2 separate regions of the Ovis aries genome follow, and region 1 is linked to region 2. A link is a contact called in public Hi-C data. All regions are on one chromosome and are shown on one strand. Each heading gives the region's core, a stretch centred on a gene start, on an enhancer-like site or on the middle of the called end of the contact. The rest is flanking DNA. Distances are from core to core; before and after follow the strand shown.

The links. Hi-C and Micro-C count contacts between places; a contact is called where the count stands out from the background.
Region 1: a contact with region 2 is called in a Hi-C map of muscle, with 3 times the contacts expected there. The contact joins the enhancer-like site here to the promoter of FAM110D in region 2. A contact is called at or near these places in 2 of 16 Hi-C or Micro-C datasets (muscle and tail adipose tissue).

Annotation. Positions count from the first base shown.
Region 1 is chr2:240,790,223-240,793,530 of ARS-UI_Ramb_v3.0, reverse strand. It overlaps SLC30A2 (solute carrier family 30 member 2), which reads right to left. Exons shown (of 8, transcript XM_042244527.2): 8 at 2,159-3,308. The coding sequence ends at 3,275. It overlaps EXTL1 (exostosin like glycosyltransferase 1), which reads left to right. Exons shown (of 10, transcript XM_042244526.1): 10 at 1-965. Among named protein-coding and RNA genes, the nearest start is that of SLC30A2, 8.6 kb to the right of the region's middle. Within about 2 kb of position 1,495, at least 20 of the 54 cell types and tissues checked have an H3K27ac peak or open chromatin away from gene starts, as enhancers often do. A contact at or near this core is called in muscle and tail adipose tissue, where this site is marked.
Region 2 is chr2:240,673,235-240,676,671 of ARS-UI_Ramb_v3.0, reverse strand. It overlaps FAM110D (family with sequence similarity 110 member D), which reads left to right and starts at 1,448. Exons shown (of 2, transcript XM_027965489.2): 1 at 1,448-1,495; 2 at 3,257-3,437. The coding sequence starts at 1,488.

The sequences.
Region 1 (3,308 bases), core at 246-2,745, 120 kb before region 2:
TCGCCTCCTCCACGAACCTGCCTGACCCCCACCCCCGCCCCGATCCTCTGCGCTTTCACAGCCGGTGTGTCCCGTAGTCCCCTTATTCATGCTGGCTTGCACAGGTACGCTGTCAGGCCCCCAGGAGGGAAGGGCCGTGGCCTCCTCTCTCTGGCCTGGCAGGTACGCCACAAATATTTGACGATCAGATAGACATCAGCTACGGGCCTGGGCCCTGTGCCGACAGTGGGCGGGGACGTGGACAAGGTGTGCAGAGTGAACTCCACGCCTACACCCCGGGAGGCATCTTTGCCGCAGGTTCCTGGCTTGCCGGGCACAATCCTGGAGCCCCAGGGATGGAGCAAAGACGCGCCGGGGAGCAAGTTTCAGGGCTTCCTTCTCCACCGGGCGGAGCAGAGTTGGGAGGGGAGGAGGTGGGCACGCCGGTGGCCCCTCGGCTCAGGCACTGCCGTCGTCCGGCACTATCAGCCTCGTCCATTAGAGGTCAGCACCGAGCCGCGCTTCCTATTCCGGGACCGAGAGTGAAAGTCGCTCAGTCTTGTCCGACTCTTTGTGATCCCATGGGCTTTACAGTCCATGGAATTCTCCAGGCCAGAATACTGGAGTGGGTAGCCTTTCCCTTCTCCAGGGTGTCTTCCCAATTCAGGGATCGAACCCAGGTCTCCTGCACTGCAGGCAGATCCAGGACCGAGAAGGGACTTCTAAACGCCTGCTGGGTGGGATTAGCGGGGTCTTGGAGGTTGGTTGGTGGTGCCCAGTTTGACGTCTGAAAACTGGTTTGGCCCACACACTTTGGACTAAGAAGGGGGGCCGTTTCTAGGCGGGCTGAGTGGTGGCAAGGGCGGTGCCCAGGGCCCTGGTAGTGAGATTAGAGTAGGGGAGGGGACTCTGGGTCTTCCTGGGCTCACCCACCTGGAACTGGCATTATCACTTCCGAAATAAAAGTGCGTGTCCTTGCTGCCTCACGCTCAGGCTATAAATACCTCCAAGGCAGCTGCACGGGGGAGGTGGACTCAGGTCTCGCCTGGGATCTGGGGCCACTCTGAGAGAGAGGGACAGGGATGGTGGGTCCAAACCAGGTCCAGGGTATCGGGTGTTTTTCTGCTTTGATGGCCTCGCAGCTCTGGAAACTCCCGTGACTAGTGACTAGCTTGCTGGCCAGAACATGCTGTCCCCAAGGCCATTCCAAGGCCTCCCACCTCCATCCTCCAGTTTGACCTCTGGCCCCTGGATGACTCAGGTCATCCCTGGAGCAGCTTACAGTGTGGGGTGCCGAGAAGGCTCTCTCTCTGGGGAGCTACGGGCTGCTAGATTCTTGACGTGGAGGGGGCACTGGGAGTTAAAGGGGAGGGGAGACAGTCTGGCCCTGAGTCAAGGACAGTGGGTGAGGAAGTACACAGCTGCGGCCCAGGCAGTCTTCCCAGGGTGGGGAGGACTCCAAGTGCCAGGCCCAGATGGGGAAAGAGGCACCTTTTCCCTCTGCACTCCTAGCTGCTGCACCCAGAACGCTGAACTGCCTTGGCAAGGCCTCAACCTGTGGGCTGCCAGGCCAAAAGGCTCATACTGTACCAACATGTAGCCCAGAGCAAGTCCCCAGCCCCTGCTGTAGGGGGAGGCCTAGGGGAATGAGGCAGAAATCCCAGACCTGCCTCATACCGGCTGTGTGACTTTGAGCCAGTGACTCAACCTCTCTGAGCCTCAGTTTTCTCATCTGCAAAAAGGGAGGACAGCAATGGCTGTCTCTCGAGAGGGGTGTGCAGACTTGGCATATAGCACAGCGATCTGGGCTCTTGTGGCCTGTGATGGCCGCGGGGAGGAAGACTGGGGTGGAATGGAGCTCCATCAACCAGAAGTCTCTCTGTCTCACACACACATATCCAAGCCAACACAACTTCCCCCTGATTTTAAGGGGCTGAAGAACCTGCGGATAGAATGAGATCACAGGCAACCCTGGATGGGAGTGCTGAAAAGGCACAAAGAGGTAATTTCACTGATGGGAACAGAGAGGCTCAGAGGGGAAGGTGAGAGTGACCAGCCCCTCCTGCTCCCACCATAGGTCAGGACAGGGTCAAGACAAACCCAATGCTGCCCCAGGAGGCTGGGAGCGCACCTGGCTCCTCTGGCCATCCTTCCAGAATGATGAGAAAAGGAGCCACTCTTCCACAACCACCATGTGCTCAGCCCACTTTGGCTCCAAGCCTCACAACAACCCTGTGAGGTGGGTGTCCACGTTCTCAGCCCACAGATGAGACAGGCCCTGACCCGCCTGAGGGCAGAGACAGACTGTTAGATCAGGGCCGCCTGCAGCCTGGGAGCGCGCCTCCTCTGCGACACAGACTGGGGACACGTCCCTCCACTTCATTGCGGAAGCATGAGCCACCTTCTAATTCAGGAAGCCGGGGGCTCCTGTTTGGGTTGTGCCTGCTTTGTCGTCCATCCCCAAGTTCTGAGCAGGCCAGGACATGCTGGCAACAGAGCCGGCCCAACCATATCTGATGTCAGGCTCCTTGACCCCAGGACACAATCAGAGCAAGAGGGGTGGCCGGGGAGCTCTGGGGCTCCGCCCACCTCCACCTCTCATGCCAGGGCACCTTTGCATTGGCACGGCTTCTTGGGTGAGGGTGGGATAAGGAAAGAGGAACCCAGCAGGTCCTTACCTAGTCAGAAGCCCCCTCCCTCCAGGAAAAGGAAACGTGAAATGAAATCAAAGTGAAATGATTCAGGCACAGATCAGCCTCAGGTGCCCCCTGGATCCTGATTTCTGGGGCCTATGGCCTCCTTAAAGCGTATTTTCGGAGGCATAGGAAGGGGGCTCGGTTCGCAGAGCTGCTTCGCAGATGCATAAGGCAGAGGCCAGACAGACCAAAAATGGGGAGTTAGGCAGGCAGGTGAGGAGACAACGAGGCTGGTCTCCCCTCTGTCACCTCTCTCTGTGCCTCACTGCCTTTCCAGAGGCTGGTAGTTGGGTGGCATTAGCTGAGGATTAGGCCCGAACTCTGCCCCGCCGGGAGCTGGAGGAGTGCGGTCACACCAGCTCCATACCTGCCGGTTCCCCTCCTGGGGCTGGCAGTAGTCAGATGAGGGAGGCAAGGGAGGAGCCCATTTCTGGACAAGGCCCCTCGTCACTGAACATGGAGCAGCGGTCAGGAGGAGGACCTGGTTCATAACCCAGCCAGGGCAGGCAAAGACCTGGCTGAGCCTGGGGGTCGGCGGGGGACACTCAATCCAGCCATTGGCAGGCCTGTGCCCGCCCTGTTGATGCCTGGTCGAGTGGTCAGTCCGAGGGGCCCCGGCATGACTGACAGTCC
Region 2 (3,437 bases), core at 199-2,698:
AAGTCCCTATTTCATTGGGTGGTTTTAAGGATTAAATGTGTTAATCATTGTGCGAAGTACTTAGAACAGTGCCTAGCATGTATCAGTCTCTTAATACACGTTAACTAGTATTCCTCATTGTGTGAACTTGATAAATCATTTCACCTGAGTCTCATTCTCTTCAGCAGTCCAATGGAGAAAATAATAAACCTACTTCTGAAACGCAGTCCTGGGGATGAATTCTGATCATGTACATTAGAGCATTTTGTAGAGCGTTGTAACAACACAGTATGGATGAACAACAACAAAAAATACTCCCTTTAGGTAATAAAATCCGTTACCAGGAGACGGGCCTTGTAGTTTTCAGACTTATTACCTTACTTGCCAGGCTGAGGGTGCAGTGGAAAGAGTGGATTTGGGGTTGGAATTAGGCACCCCCTGATCCTGTTTCCTTGCCTATCAAGTGGGGCGGTCACCCCTGCTGGGTCTGCTGTTTAGGGTCTTTGTGGAGGACAAAGGAGATCAGAGAGCAAAGGCACAAACGTGCTTAAAAAGTGCTAGAAGGGAGGGAAAGAGATTTGTGCAGGGACCCCTTGGCAGGGGCACTAGTCTTGGGGCTCTGGGTACTGCAGAGTTTTCCCAGTGGGGAGAGAGGAGGAGGTGCACTCCTGGAACCAGCATTGTGGGGACAGGACTCCCCCCCTGAGAAGTGAGGTGTCAAATAATAAACTAGGCCAGCTCTAGAAGTCCCCGATGGGGACAAAGAGGGAAAGAGGTCCTTTCCGCAGGCTTGGACCCATCCCTTCATTACCCTCTTCCCAGCCAATTCCATTTGCCATCAGAGGATCTTGGGCAGAGGCCTCTCCAGTGGGCTCCCTTGTGACCTTCCTGCCAAGATTTGTTGGGAGGGGCTCACCCTGCGTATCTGTGGCACCCCTGTCCCCACTTTTGGGCTGCAGATTCCTGGCCTCACCCCTAGGGAGAGCAAGCTTGACACCTTTCACACACGCAGGCCAGGACAGATCTAAACCTGCTCCAGAGGGAAAAAGCATGGTGTACTAGAACCCTGCCCTGCCTTCCCATCTGAACGAAGAGCATCCACCAAGGCCCAGCAGAGCGGGCTGACCCCACGTGAATAACTTGTCCCCACCCCAGGCCTCTGGAGGAAGCTGGGGAACCAGAGACCTTGTTTGGGCTGGCTGTGCCCCAAGCTTACTGTGCCTCTATGCAAACCACTTAACCTGCCAGGGCCTGTGTGACCATTGGCTAAATAAAGGAGCTGGACGTCATCCAAGGGTCCTCCCCTGCTCTGAGATGGTGACCAGGAAGGAGTTAACAGAGGCCAGGCTCCAGGTCAGGAAGGCAAGGGTTAATCTGGGGGGTGGAGGCTCTCTTGGCTTTTCCTGTGGAGAGTGAGGTTTGGCTGCCACCAAAGTTACTTCCAGTCCCCGCTGTCCCTTCTGCCTTCAGTCTGGACCTGCCTGGGGACCCTGGCATTCAGCCTCTCCATGCAGAGGTGAGTGCATCCTGAGCCGGGAGCTGGGGTGGGAGGGCACCCAGGCACCCAAGGGCACGGAGACTGGCACCAAGCCAGGGAGCACTGTTCCCCAGCTGGCATCTGTGTCCATAGCCGGAAGCTTGGGCAAAGTTTGTCAGCCCGCCGACCCCAGTGCTGGGAAAGGTGGGCAGAGGGACAGAGGGCACAAGGATGTCTGCCAGGCTTCTAGGGAGGGAACGTCTGCGGTCGGGCACCAAGGAGCTCAGAAGGCCAGGAAGAGGCAGTGGACAGCAAACTATTTTGGTCCCTGTGTTTAGGAACTTTTTATAGCCTCCTGCTCAGGGCTGGGAAGAGGAGGGGACAGGAGGGTACCTATGAGGTCAGACAAGCACAGATCCCTCCTGGGACCTTGGAATCAGACCTGTTGCCAAGTTGAGTCTTTGGGAGGCAGGAAGGAGGGCACTGCCAGGCTCTCCTTGCTGCCTGGGTTCCCAGTCACCAGCTACCTATGGGCTGACTTACTGGACACTAAGTGGGTGTATGTGTGTGCATTTATACTCATGCAGGCTGCCCTGGGGTGCGTGGGATTGGTAGAGTTTCTACTCCCCTCCCCCCATCCCTGGCAAGTTGTGTTCCTTTGTTGCCTCCAGCCCAAGGAGGTCTCCTCAGCCCCTAAAACTGCTGTGTCCCTCTCAGCTGAATGGAGGATGGGAGGAGCAGGGAAACAGAAGTCGGGTGGAGTGTGCTGGGCTGTGTGGGTGGCCCATTCTATTACTGCCAAGGGAACTGTCAGCTCTTGATTTACAATCCCTCCGGGCCCCCTTCCCCAGCAAAAAAGGAAGGTGGAGAAGAAGGGTCATGGGGGTCTCAGGGTGGGGGACCTGGAGGGCAGGTTTCTGGGAGTACAAGTTCCTGGGAAGAATTAGTGGAAGGAACTTTTTAGTGAGGTAAGGGGCCCATCTCTCACGGAAATCGCTTGGTGTTAAAGCGGCAAGAATAGAAGCAAAACCTAGAGGAAAGTTCTGATAGGCAAGTGAGAGATTCAAACTACAAAGCAAGAGACCTGTGTTCCAGTCCTGGGCCCAAACTCTCAGTGAGACCTGAACTAGCCCCTCCTCTCTGCGCCAGTTTTCTCTTCTGTGGAATGGAAGTGCAAGGGGCAAACAAAGTGATGTTTACAAGCTGGGCATTCTGGAATTCCCTTCGAAGGGGCACAGACTGAGTGGCAGATAGCTGGCTGAAGTGACGTGGTGACCATCTCCCTCTCTTTCCCTGATGGCCCTGCCGGGCCTGGGCAGGGCAGTTGGCTGCAATTACCGGAGGCTCCTACCCTGTGGTTATGTCCCTGACCTCTGTGCTTGGGGGCGGGATGGGTGGGTCTGGCTGGAACCAGCGGGTGGCTGGGAAGCCTCCTTGTCTTGGACTCAAAGTTGCTAGGTTGGGAAGAGGTATTTTTTCCGGTTGAGGCTACTTTCGGGAACCAGACCGGGGAACAGCCCCATTTCCTTTTCCAAGGGTCTGGCTTGCTGATGCCTGCTTGGCATGGCCCTGTGGCCAGAATGGGGCACGCTCAAAAGGGCCTAGGTCTCTGGATGATCAGAAAGCCCCTGTCCATCGTCTTTGAGGGATCAGGGAAGGGATACCTGAGCCTCTGCCCCCTAGGCATGGCACCTGGCTGAACTGCATGGGGGAGGGCTGGCTGGCTGACCTTATTCCCAGGAATGCCTTCAGGAGAGTCATCTCCTACTCTCCCCCTGACCACTCCTCTTTCCCCAGCAGGTCCCAGGGAGCCCCAGCCAACTGCTCTCAGTTCCTTCACTATCTGCCTGCCTCCAGCGGCTTATGGAGCACTGTCCTGCCCAGTTCTGCTAAAATGCTTCTGGCCTCTCCCTCCACCCCGTCCCGGGGACGGACCCCCAGCGCCGTGGAGAGGCTAGAGGCCGACAAAGCCAAGTATGTC